Linked DNA regions of Mus musculus: regions 1 and 2 are each linked to region 3. The links are chromatin contacts, called in public promoter capture Hi-C maps. All regions are on one chromosome and are shown on one strand. Each heading gives the region's core, a stretch centred on a gene start, on an enhancer-like site or on the middle of the called end of the contact. The rest is flanking DNA. Distances are from core to core; before and after follow the strand shown.

Region 1 (4,537 bases), core at 581-3,080, 510 kb before region 3:
TAAAGCTGAAAGCAAAAAAAAAAAAAAAAGTCTAGTCTCTGCACATCTTTACTTGTTTACAACCTTCTCAAAGTCAGAACGAAAAACCGAGGGTTGTCATTTTATCTAGTTTCTTTGGGTCTGTAAGGATCTTCACACATCTTCCACACTATGTTTAAGCACCTCTCTTCCGTCTTCACTCTTCTCTAAGGTGCTTTGAACCTACCCTCAGGCCAAGATTTTGAGCAGGTTACACCCGACTTTTGAATCAGAGTGAACACATATTCACATCATGGTAAAATACATTTAGCCAGTGTACTGGGCAGCCATGCTAAGCAAGAGTCTCTCATTCAAAGGAGTGCAAAGGGTCACTGCTACCTCACACCTTGAGGGAATGAATCTTGGTGGTCACATTTTTTCAGTTTCTAACATTACCTAAAAAGTATAAAGGGAGGCTTAAGTAATTTCCATTTAATCAGAAACAGTCCCTTTTTAATACTTTCTCGACCCTGACCCCTCTGTTGTTCCTATTCTTTTAACTCTGTAAAACCCAATGAGGAAGGAAGGTAGATAAAGTATTACCCAGAGGTGAGACAATGTTCTCCCGGAGCCAGGGAGTCAGTAAGCTTGGGGGCACAAACTTCAGGACCATCAGGTGGCTCTGGTGTCCTTTCCAAGCCAACCCTGTACAAGGCACACCGAACAATCTCCTCCTGCTGCCTGACTGTTAGCTGTTCACCAGAGCCTAGCCCGTGACCCCTGGCTTAAGTTGATTCAAACTGAAGCCACTACTTGAAATTGACCCAAAGCCTACATGCCCAGGGCTAGAAGAAAGCTGCTTCCAAACGCTCAAAAAAAGGACAACGGTTGCTTTTGTTTTCTTTTAAACTGTACCTGCTAGGGAAGGAGAGTGCGTGAAAGCACACTACATTACCGAATTCTCTCAGAAGAATGGGGATTTCAGCGACGACTGACTGACTCAGAACATAGCTGCCTCCGCCGGCCGCCGACCCCAGTCCGTGACCCGGCTGCTGGTGGTTTATCATCCCTCCAAACCTGAAAGTCCCTACCTCCAGATCAATCAAAAGCTGGGGGAAGGCATGTCTTCGGAAACACAAGCAAGGCCACAACTTGGATGAATAAAACTGGGCTAAGGGCACCCGGAGCAGGATTTCCGCTGGAGTCAGAAAAAGAAAGGTCAAAAGATTTTTTTTTTCTTTTTGGTGTGATAGCGGTGACAAGTGCGTGGGTACACAGCCGGCACTGGCGGGCTTTGGAGGAAGGCTGTAACTGATCGCGGACGCTGAGGGCAGGCGATCGGGACCAGCGGCCGGCGGGGACGACGAGCAGCTTCTCGACGCGTGGGCGCAGAGCGGGGCTGGCCTGGGTTCTCGCGCGTGTGTCCTCCCGCAGTCCTTCCATCGGACTCCGGAGAGCCGGGGTCCGAGGCCCGCCCCGCCCCCTGCTCGGCACACCCCCTCCCGCGACCGCGCACACGCGCGGGCATACACACCCCCCGCCTCCCGCGCGCACGCGGCCGCGCCGAGCGCCTGACCCACGCGCCACCCCCCCACTTTGCGCCCGCGACCACCCGCGCACCGCGCGAGAGGACCCGGTGTCCAGCAGGCAGGACACGCGGGACTGGGAGGCCTAGAGGCGGCGGGGCGCGCCCGCGCGGGAACTCGGTCTGAGGGAAGGTCACTTACCCGCCGCATGGCTTTCAGAATCAAAGCCAACTCGTAGCGGGGCATCGCCCAGGTTGGCGGCGCCGAGTCCAGGAGAGCCGGGGTCGCGAGGGCGGGGACGCGGGGCGCAGAGGAAGACGAGAGAGGAACACGGCCGGTCAGCTCCCGGACGGCGAAAGCACCGTGCGACCCCGCGAGGCCGGGTTTAAAGGCTCCGGCAGCTGCGCAGACGGCTCGCCCCGCCCACCGAGAGCCCCGCCCACCCGGCACCGCCCCGCCCCTCTCCCGGAGGGCGCCTTGCACTTGCACCTCAACGGCTTCCTGCTTGCCCTCCCGGGCCGTGTCTGTGTCCCCCGAGCCTGCGGAGCGTGGACACGGTCTCGAGCAGCCCGTCGGAGGCCGTCTCCTCGCTCGGCACGCACCCGCTCCCCGCCGCCTCCGCGCCTACCAACCTTGGGCTCTGGAACCCGGTGGAACTTTCCAGGCCTCCCCGCCCACCCTCCCTTCCCGGGTGCTAGGCGAGCGAGTGCGCGTGCGCCGCGGTGCGGTGCGGTGCGATGCGGTCTGGCTGCTGTGTGCCCCTCGCCCGCGTCTCCAGGGAGGAAGGCGGGGTGCTAAGGAGTGACTGCTGCACCAAGCCGCAAAGAAACAAGCCTGGAACCGAAGGGCTATGTAGGCATTTGCTGTGTGTGCCTAGCCTGACCCAGAAGCAGGTTAATGCTTCGACTCTCGCCAGTTATTCTTTAAATATTATCCTTGCTTTTCTGGTAAAGGAAACTATGGATTCCCTGAAACACAGGAGTAAGGAGGGGCTTCGTAGAGGGTCCCAGGTCCAGCACTCCACAGCGCGCGCGCACACACACACACCCATACACGCACATATAGAGCTAACTCGGGACTCCCCTCCTTCTGCCCCTGCTCCTGTTTCTTAGCTCTGGAAGGCACTAATTCCGCTGCAATGGTTGTCTTCTGCTCCCACCTTACTCCAACTAAAAGGGTCTTTAAGTGAAATGTTCTTGTAACTTTAAAGTGCTCTAATAATAATTTACTAATAATTTACTGAGGGCTTACTGTCTGTAGCAGGCACGACACTGAGGCTGTTTGTTCTCACTTTAGCTCTGTGAAGCAAATCGTACTACTCGCCCTATTTTAGGTATTAGCAAACAGAAAAATGCAAGGATAATTTAATTAGTCCAAGGTCAAACACAAACGCGTGGAAAGAAAATTTTGTGTCCAGAATGTCTGAAGAATAGTTTCACTGCCTACACTTATGAACCTCACCCCGTCCCCCATCTTACAGGCCAAGATGTTGGTCTTACTCAGTGGCGTTGGACGTCTTTGTAAAGCACACATGGAGACTATCTTTGTCACCTCCTCCACAGACCAATCTCCACAGAAGATTATGGTTTTGAATACAACCTAGGATACCTGGTTTTTTTAACATTTTCATTAACATTTCAAGGTTTGTCCTGTGCCCTTCAACACAAACTACAAAACCACCTACTTAGCATCAGCCACACACCTGGTTGGTTGGATTGTTTTGTTTTGGTTGTTGTTGGGGGTCTTTTTAGTTTGTTTGTTTTGGTTGGTTGGTTGTTTTTTGTTTTTAAGCAGCATGCTACCAAAAAAAAAAAAAAAAAAAAAAAAAAAAAAAAAAAAAAAAAGACACAGAAGGAAGAAAGAATTTCTGGACATTGAGACGAGAATTCCAGATCTGTGTGACATCCCACTTAAACTGTCCTTCCTGTGGCCCAGTTTAGGAATGTGAAGATAAGAGTCTCACGTGGTTGAGCCAAGCCAAACACCAAGCAACACCCTGAGGTGACCAGCCTGGACTGCCTCCCGTTGGAAGCACCACAGCTTTTCCCTGATACCCAGGGACCAGTGAAGTCCTAGTTCTCTAGACAAATGGGGTGAGGAAATTAGCCTGACTGAACAATGCCTCAGGGCAGACAGCACCCCACAACCCTCCCAAGCTGTTGGCCACCCACAGACTCATCCCATTTCTTAACGTGGAAAAGAAATCAGCTATCCTAAGTCCCCCGCCCCTTTCAGAGTTTTAAATAAGTGGCTATGGCTTTGTTAATTTTATTGTTAAAATTAATGCTGATGCAAATTGAAATTTATCAAAAATAATTTTAAACTATTTATACTGTTGGGTAAGCATGTAGAATCATAAGCCATTTCTATAGTATTTAATTTATTGATCTTTAAAAAATATCTTTTAGGATCTTGGGAAAAAAGATCTAATACGGTAGATACGTAAGATTTTATTGGCCAGAGGTTTTGGCTAATTTTCAAGTAAAGCTTTCTGAGGAGTCATAGGAAGAGAGAGTAAAGGCAAAAGTTGAAATCCAAGGTGCTCTGGTCAGTTCATCCCCTTGCCATCTCATCTTCTACTACTGTATAAGGAGAGATTTGACCTTGAGCTTTTCACCATAATTCTCAAGATAGCTGACTATCGTCATCATCACCATCACCATCATCACCATCATCACCAGACCTAACATTCTGCCATTCATTGTGAGCCAGGAAGTGCTTTTCATGTATTAATATTCATTTCTGCCCAGGCCGTCACTACCACATGTCTCCAACAGTACCCAGACCTGCTCTACCCCTTTGTCTGTGTCTGCCCAGGCCGTCACTACAGGGTCTCCTCACCTGTCCAGGAGCAGTTTCCCAGGATCCTGGCTGCCATCTTTTTTTTTTTTAATATTTATTTATTTATTTATTTATTTATTTATTTATTATATGTAAGTACACTGTAGCTGTCTTCAGACACTCCAAAAGAGGGCATCAGATTTCGTTACGGATCGTTGTGAGCCACCATGTGGTTTCTGGGATTTGAACTCAGGACCTTTGGAAGAGCAGTG
Region 2 (4,378 bases), core at 1,416-3,915, 460 kb after region 3:
TTTGTTGTTGTTGTTGTGGTGGTGGTGGTGGTGGTGTCGTTTTGTTGTCCTGTTTTCCTTTTTGTTCTTGGTTTTGGTTTGAGTGTTTTTAAGATAGGGTGTTACTCTGTATCCCAGGCTGGCCTTAAATTCATAGCAATCCTCCAGCCTCAGCCTCTTGAATTCTGGGATTGCGAATTTGAACCACTGTTCCTGGATGGTACAATATGTCTGGAAGGCAGAAGTCCACCTGCAGGGCCTGTGGTAGTGGTGGAAGAACAGGCCATTGGGCCCACCAAGGGCCAGCGCCTTGCCAAAGAGACTAGGGGAGGGCTGTGCTAAGGACCCCATTGGCCGGGGTCATTCAGCTGGAGCTCTGTCCAAGGAAGTTTGGATTTGTAATGTGTGTTCCTGTCTACACTGCACACCAATGGAAATATGCTTAGATTCTATTACTTACTACTTCCCCTGTGGTAGGCAAGAAAGAAACAGACATAAACATTCTTTGCTATTTGAACTAGTCAAATGGAAATGGTGTGTCCGTTTAAACAAATTGACAAATAGTTTTAATGCAACTTTAAGCCTCCCTCCCCCTTTTTTTGCCTTCTGATACGGTCCTTGGTACAAATCTGAGGAGGGAAGGGGAGAAGATAGCAACCGAGACTGGGGTTTTCAAGTACAAAGGAAGATACTCTTTTCCACTTAAATACAGAGATCTCATTTTTAGATGCTTATTCCATCTTTTTAAACATACAGCTCATACAGATTACAGGACAAAATGCCAGGCATGGATCCCTTCCTGCACCCCTCAGTCAGGTCATTTGTCATCCCTGGGTTTCCCACCAGAAGTAAATGCGAAGGTCCGCTGCTAAAAAACACCACCTCCTTTGCTTACAGAACCCAGAGACGCCATGGCGGCGATTAACTGGACGCTTCTTCCTTGCTATCTGGCTCTTGTAGTGCTGAAGGTGCTGTAGGGACCTCAAAGTTAGCTCACAAGACCAAGTTCTCAGCATAAAGGAAGTTTATTTGCCCTAGAGGGACAACGGGCAGGGACAAAGGACAAAGATACAGGAGACAGAGGATGAGGGAGAAGGGGAAGGGAATAAGGGAGAGGAGGGAGAAATATTTGTCCTGGGGTAGACAAAGGACTGCCATTGGATAAAGACGAGACAGACATGGCCTATAGACAAATGGCGGTTTATAAAGGTAGAGTGAGTTGGTTAGTTTGAATTGAGCATGTTAATAGGTGAGCCAAAGGGAACTTTTAATTGCTGAACTTCAATATTTTGATAGCAGGACCTTGGTAGTCAGCCTCAAGAAGAGGAAGTGGCCAAATAACGGAATGGACCTTGGGGTCTAGCTTAGGAATGTAATGATTTTCAGCAAGGAAGAGGAAAGGGGGTAAAAGAATGAAAACTGTTTGCAATGTCTGCATGTTTGGGCTGTTAGGGCTCCTGCAGGTGCTCTGTGGGCTGCTGGGGGTTTGGGGGGTGGTCTGCCATGCTCAGGCCTGTTAGGACCCTTTCAGGTGCTCTGTGGGCTGCTGGGGTGGGGGTGGGGGTCGTCAGTACTCTTTCCCAGCTGTGTTCACCCTACAAGCTACAAAATCAACCTGCCAGACATGTGTCCCCTAGTGAGACAGCGACGTGGTTATTTGAAGGCTAACTCTATGTTTTCTGGTTGCACTTGATTGAGGCTTGCTCCCCAGAAGAGGATTCACGGGGAGTATTGTAAACCTGGTCAAACGCTGTTGGGGGTAACAGGCCTCAGAGGGGAACCTAGCACTGGATTCTAAAGGGACACAGTATCAAACTGTCTCCTGAGCTGATACTCATAAACCAGTGCTGTTCCCAGCGGGGTAAGCCAAAGCTGCTGTTCGCAGTGCATGACCGTGAGTGAAAGCCGATTGTCTTAGGGCTGCTATTGCTATGGTGAAATGCCACAACCAGAAGCACTCCATTTGCCTTATATTTCCACACTGTAGTTTGTCACCAAAGGAAGTCAAGACAGGAACTCAGAGCTGGAACCTGGAGGCAGGAACTGATGGAAGAATGCTGCTTAGAGACTTACTCCTCATGACTTGCTCAGATTGTTATATGATAAAAATTATATACAATACAAAGTGTGTATATAATAAAAGCATATATAATTAAATTATGTATTTTATATATATATATGTATGTGTATGTGTATGTATGTATGTATGTATTTTGTGTGTATGTGTCCTGGAATTCACTATGTAGCTCAAACTCACAGGGATTCTCCTGCCTCTGTCTCCCAAGTCCTGGGATTAAAGGTATGTGCAACTATGCCTAGTTTTAGCCTGACTTCTTAAAGAACCCAGGACTGTCAGCTCAGAAATAGCACCACTCACAGTGAGCTGGACCCGCCCTCATCAATTGCTAATTAAGAAAATGCCCTACAGATGGGTCTTAAGGAGTTATTTTCTCAATTGAGTTTCCTTCCTTTCAGATGACTCCAGCTTGTGTCAAGTTGATAGAAAACTAGCCCCCTAACTGACCACAGTATTTCAAATAAGTAACTGCTGAGTGTTCAGTTCTAGATGAGATTGCTCTCTCATCCCCTTCAAGGCCCAGAGAATAACCTGAAGAGGAAGTAGAAGAGACAGTGAGACTGGGCTGGGAAATGCTGGCTTCTAGTTAGGGTGTGGCGGTTGCCATTATCTGCTCCCAGCAGCTGGGTTTCCTGCTGAAGAGCTGCACAAGATGGGTGGGGCGGCTCCTGGGCCCTCCTCTCCTTGAAGAACTCTTGGCTTTCCTTAGCAGAATGGTCACTGGTCACTTGCTTCGTCCAGGCTTCACACACCCAACCCTGATTGATTTCCATGGGTCACCAAAAAATAAAAGCAGCAAAGCAAACGAGCAAAAAAAAGACACAAAACCAGGAGAGGAACCTTCTGGAAAAAAGAATGTGTGTGGATGGAATGAGAGAGGGTAAAGTTGTGTGTGTGTGTGTGTGTGTGTGTGTGTGTAAGTTATCAAAATACACTATATGAAATTGTCAGAGAATTTTTTTAAAACGTACGACTTATTTAAAAGGAGTTTCATACACTCACACAGTTTCACCTTAGTTTATGATCTTCTCAAAATATGCTGCGATATCCTATGATCGGGAATCTCCCAGGCAAACAGAATATGTTTTGTTGTTGATACTTATTTCAATATAGTAATAAGAAGGTCATTTTTGAGTTATGATTCTAAATAGACACTTAATAGCAGTGTAATTTGGAGCTTTTTCAAAATAGTTCCATGAGGATTTTTTTGTTTTATTTTATATGCATCTATGTGTGTCTGCATACTATGCGCAGTGCAGGTCCCCCAGAAGTCAAAGAGAGTGTCAGATCCTCTGTGATTAAAGTTATGAGCAGTTGTGAGCTGGCATGAGGATTCTAGGAACCAAACCCAAATCCTCTGCATGAGTTGCAGGCAGCCCTCCACCTCCAAGCTCAGGTTTCCAAAAGATGCCTTTGAATCCTTACTTATCTCTGTGCGATGAGATGCGCTCTCCGCATCTTACAAAGAGGAAACAACAGTGAAGGAATTTGGAATATGTTTACAGTCCCGGTTTTAAATCTTATTTCCCCTTGCCCCCTTCCCCACGCCCCGAGTTTTGCGCTCTCTCTCTCGCTCTCTCTCTCTCTCTCCCTCTCTCTCTCTCTCTCTCTCTCTCTCTCTGGTATTTCTCAAATCCTCTGCAGCACAAGAGCCCTGCCGTTTCTCAGTCTGATTCTGAGGCACGTCGAGGCCAGTTGGTTCCGCTAGTTGCTTCATTAGCAGAGCAAGCTACAGTGTGCACATCACCCTGTTCGAGCGTGATTAGCTTCCAGTAAACAGGTAAACAGGACAGGGAAGGATTTCGACATGTTTGCACCAGGACGAGGATACGAGGACAGCTTTAAAGCAGACTCATACATTTCCAGCTACCGCCAGGAGAGCATGTGCGGAGACAGGAGAGGCCAGCCCCGAAGCCTACCAGGAGCAGTGAGACGCTAAGAAACATGTGGCGCACTTGGAAGCAACTGATTGTTTACAATCCAAACATCTTTCCTCATACTTCAAGCACCATCGTATCACATAGAAAATAACAACAGCCTGTCAAGAGGAAGCTGGGCTGAGCATGGGCATGCCACTCTGCAGTCTGCAGGGTGGGCGTGTGGGGCTGGTTGCTGGGGCTCTGTGGGGGGTGGGAGGGAAAGGTGGGAGCGCCTGTGTGTAATTGCAGCCATATTGATTTCATTGGGGCATAATGCCACACTGGCAACAAAGCTCAAACACGAGAGCGCCCCCGAGCCCTCTAGGGAGAAATCAGAGCCCGAAGGGCAATCTCTCTTGCCAGCATCGGGCTCTGCCAGGTTCGCTCAGATCATTTGGCATGG
Region 3 (4,284 bases), core at 1,610-4,109:
TCTTGGTCAGCCTCACATGAATTAGACCTGACACCAATGACCTCACCTCCAGCAACTTAAATGTGACAGGGAAATAAACAGTCCTCACCCTTCAGTCAGAACCAGGAAGTGATTCTTTTTAGTAAATCCCCACAGCAAGTGGGTTTTTTTTTTCTCCCTAGATCATTTGTCTCTTCCTGGCAGTAAAATATGAAGATTAAAAGAGAGAAAATAGAGGCAGGTGGATTTCTGAGTTCGAGGCCAGCCTGATCTACAAAGTGAGTTCCATGACAGCCAGGGATATACAGAGAAACGCTGTCACGAAAAACAAAAACAAAAACAAAAACAAAAGAGAGAGAGAGAGAGAGAAAATACACACAGCCCTTAGCAGCTTGTCTCAATAAATGGGAGCTAGGATTATCACCTATCCAATTACAAGACAGTTCCACCTGAAGAGACAACACCCAAACAGGAAATTCCCTAACACCCATTGGTTTGGATATTCCTTCAAACACACACATACACACATACACAGATACATAGACACACACACACACACAGAGTTACACACAGACACAGAGACACACACACACATATACACTCACAGACACATAGACACACACACAGTTACACACACAGAGACACACATGCACACATACACTCACAGACACACATACAGATACATAGAGACACACAGAGTTACACACAGAGACACACATGCACACACAGACACATAGAGACACACACACATAGAGTTGCATACAGAGAGACATACACACAGACACACACATACACGCACACACTCACATGCTCACACACGGCTACTCCACAGTACAAAGAGCAGCCATGGCTACAAGCAGAAGCCTTGATCCTTCTGTGCAGGAAACTGAATAACTAAAGAGTCTCATGCTATCAATTATTCTTTTTTGTTTTGTTTTTATGATCTACAGCAAATGGCTGCCACCTAACAAAGCAACAGAGAGTAACTCCAGCCTGTTTGGGGTACAGTATTGATATGCTAGCCTTGACTCCCTGGAGCGTTTTACAAATGTTCCTTTCAAAGCCTTGTTTCCGGGGCTGTGAGATGGCCCGGTGGTTAAGGGCACTTGCTACTCTATTAGAGTTCTAGCCCCAGCAGGGCAGCTCAGAACTATTTATAGCTCCAGTTCTGGGAGATATGATGGCCTCTTTTGGCTTCCGTAAGCACCAGGAACTCAAGTGGTGCATAGACATACATAGACATGCAGGCAAAACATGAATATGTTGTTAAAAGCAATTTTATGATTCCTGAGGGCCATTCATAACCTATGGAACAGTTATGGGAATCTTCTCATTACCTGTTGGCCGCAAGAACAATGTCAATATTTTCACTCTGCACTGTGACTAAAAGGGTTTCTTTTAAACATATCCTAGTTTTTCTTTTAAAAAAAAAGTGTGAAAATTTCGCGTTAAGAGTGGCATGAGAGTCTAAGAAATTTACAAAAGGCTACCATTTTCAAAATATCTAAGGATCCAATTTGTTGTTAATGAGCCACAGACCACGACTTTTGTGGAGCATAATAAAAAGTTAATCATTAGAAAAATGTCTGTTGTAAAGTTTCTAAATACGCCTATCAACTTCTGAACACATAGTTCACAGACATCTCAGACAATCGCAGGCTCTCCTCCAAAGGAGACCTGTGTGTGTGGGTGTGTCAGACACAGATTGCTCAAGGCAAAATGGGGAACATCAGAGCCAGGGTTTAAAGTCTTTGTCTGACTCCAGGAGAACAAGTTAACTGCGTAACCCACTCATCCTCCTGTGCTCCTCTGCCCTTAAGGAGAAAGGGAACTTAAGGGCCTTTGCAGGGATGCTGACAGAGGACCAACTAACTCCTCAACACCACTTCCAATGGGAGGGAACGTCCCAATTCGTAGGCTTATTTAACTAATGGCCAAACTATAAAAAAAACAAAATAAACAACAACAGCAAGACCCACTGAGTAAACCAAGCCGGCCCGGCCGGCCAGAAACTTCAGGACCCCTTTTTCTCATCCTGAGTTCTGTGTTTTCACAAGGGTGCACCCCACTACCACTGTGGACTCCAGATATCCAAGCTTTGATATGATCTCTGCACGGGAAAGAACCCAGCAAAATATAATCACGTAGGAAGAATGTTCTTGGTTAGTGATGTCTTTCTTTTGTTGGTTTTGATGACTGGCTCATAAATACAGTCAGGTTGGTGACAAAAGTGGGAAGTTGAACCCCGGTAAAGGGCTGTGTGGGCGGAGTAGGATAGAGCTGAGATTAAAAGTGTGCCTCAGCTGACCCTCTGTCCCCATACACTGGAGGGGACACAGGCATTTCTGCTCCCCATCTATAAGATCCCGAGGAACTGAGTACGAGGATTTTATAGGCTGCCCAGACAAATACTGGTCCTGCCCGTCAGCTGATCTCCCTGGCACCAAGGAGCCAAAGACGAACTGGGCTCTCCACCTCCAGGCCTGGAATTCCCCGTGGTCCACGCTACACTCACTGCAGCTCCCTCTTGCAGATTCCTCCTGGTCGGTGCCCCGTCCGATCGCGGTCACCCGCAGATCGGGAACGACTGCAGAACCCCACCCTGTGCCGGGTGCAAGCTCCCGGAGCCACCCACGCGCGGACGCGACACCCAGGAGAGCCCGAGGAGTCGGGGGTGGGGTGGGGGGTCTCCTGGGTCGCGCTTACCTGGCGAGGACGCCGCGGCACCGAGCCCACAGAGCAGCAGCGACGGCAGCCACAGTGGCAAAGGCCGCATGGCCCGGGCGGCCCGGGACCGCGGGGTGGACGCCGCTCAGACTCGCACCGCAGCGGCCATGGCGAGCCGAGCGCCCGCCTCTTCCCCAGCCTAGCCGCAGAGCCGCCTCGCCCCGCCTGCGTCCCGCCCCGCCCCCACCGCGCCCGGCCCCGCCCCCGCCCGGCCCGTGGGGACTTTCCCCGGTGTTCCCGGGAACCGCGGCCCCCGCAGCCCAGCACACAGCCCCGGTGACTCCGGCCACACCTCGCCGAGCCGACCTCCAATGTGTGGCCAGAGATCTCTAGTACCATCCTTCTGGAGAGACCCGTGGACACCCATCCCCACCCTACCCCACCCCACTTCGGACTCCCGCCACGTACGATTTAAGGACCCATTTATTTTGAATTCTGTTCTCTTTAATGACCGGAAAGATCGTGCTAAGCTTTGAATCCTTTTAAGCAAAGGGCTACTTAAGGGTATAGCAGAGAGGACCCTCTAGGCCGTGGTGTCACAGAGGAAGAAAAGCTAGAGGAACTGTACTGGTTGCTTAATAGTCTGTGGGTTTGGCCCTCTGTGGCTGTGAAGCTACGAGGAAGTGACCCCAGAGCAGGGCAGGGATAGGCTCCCAGCCTGAGCCTTCCCCAGTGGCCAGCCTGTTGGCAGAGACGTTCACACCTCGGCCACAAAAAAGGGGGCAACGAAAGGAATGGTTAGAGGGAGACAAGAGTCAAAGAAAGGGGTCATCGAACCGCAGCTATTGCTCCTAACCGCTGAGGCCTCAGTCTTAGGAAGCCACTTTAAACTGTAGTTGAAGCTGGCCTTGAACTTCACAGATCCTCACATCTCTACCTCTCAGGGGTTAGTCGTGGGCCCCCAAACCCTTCCCTTGTGCCTGTGGCTCCAGAAGTTGGCCTGTTATAAAAATACGTGATGAAATTATCTAGCAAAAATTTGAACTATGACTTGAGAATTTCAAGACCCAGAAATGTACTTACATGCCAAGGAGAAGAGGAGGGCTGTGGGGATCCTCTCAACAGGACGTGTTGAAAACCGCAGAGGAGAGAAAACCTAACCACACAGGCTGTGGATTATAAGTATACCCCTCTGAGTGCCCCGTGCCCTGCCCCCGGCATGTTTTATTTTTATGAGACAGGGTAAGGAAAAGGACTCAGCTAAAGCCACGAAGGACCTGTGATCACTAAGCTTTTCAGCCTGTGGTCTTGACCCCAAATGGTAAGCCTTTGGAAGTGCTACTACTGCCTCACCCCACTCCCTACCACACCCCTGTCTAGAATCTCCCTCCCTCAGCACAGTGCTAAGGGCATATTCCCTGGATCTGTACCCCATGCCTCAAGCATACAACCCCCCAAAGACAAGCGTTTCTCTCCTTTCCCCAAGGCAACTTTGTCAGGGCAAGGCCAGCTAGGTGCTGGCATCCACTCTCTTGCCCTTCCTGCCTAGAGGAACCCTGATGTCGTTGATAGCTGAGTCTTCTGTTGAGATCTGGCAGCTGGCAGCGGAAGATAACAGGAACTCCGGTCTGGCATTTC

Evidence for each region. Promoter capture Hi-C pulls out the DNA fragments that hold promoters and counts their contacts.
Region 1: a promoter capture Hi-C map of pre-B cells shows a contact between it and region 3, with 2.6 times the contacts expected there. The contact joins the promoter of Mrps6 here to the promoter of Ifngr2 in region 3. A contact is called at or near these places in 2 of 39 promoter capture datasets (liver and pre-B cells) and 1 of 115 datasets of contacts at active chromatin or transcription factors (microglia).
Region 2: a promoter capture Hi-C map of liver shows a contact between it and region 3, with 2.4 times the contacts expected there. The contact joins the enhancer-like site here to the promoter of Ifngr2 in region 3. A contact is called at or near these places in 11 of 39 promoter capture datasets (the 3T3-L1 cell line, 3T3-L1-derived adipocytes, the C10 cell line and 8 more), 2 of 484 Hi-C or Micro-C datasets (cerebellum and cortical neurons) and 7 of 115 datasets of contacts at active chromatin or transcription factors (the 230-238 cell line, bone marrow-derived dendritic cells, bone marrow-derived macrophages and 4 more).

The regions. Positions count from the first base shown.
Region 1 is chr16:92,055,629-92,060,165 of GRCm38.p6, reverse strand. Mrps6 (mitochondrial ribosomal protein S6) reads right to left here and starts at 1,830. Exons shown (of 3, transcript NM_080456.1): 1 at 1,686-1,830. The coding sequence starts at 1,730. It overlaps Slc5a3 (solute carrier family 5 (inositol transporters), member 3), which reads right to left and starts at 1,844. Exons shown (of 2, transcript NM_017391.3): 1 at 1,686-1,844.
Region 2 is chr16:91,085,083-91,089,460 of GRCm38.p6, reverse strand. It overlaps a transcript of 4932438H23Rik not described here. Among named protein-coding and RNA genes, the nearest start is that of 4932438H23Rik, 18 kb to the right of the region's middle. Within about 2 kb of position 2,665, at least 38 of the 459 cell types and tissues checked have an H3K27ac peak or open chromatin away from gene starts, as enhancers often do. A contact at or near this core is called in the HPC-7 cell line, cerebellum, hippocampal neurons and 1 more, where this site is marked.
Region 3 is chr16:91,545,634-91,549,917 of GRCm38.p6, reverse strand. It overlaps Ifngr2 (interferon gamma receptor 2), which reads right to left and starts at 2,859. Exons shown (of 7, transcript NM_008338.4): 1 at 2,686-2,859. The coding sequence starts at 2,755.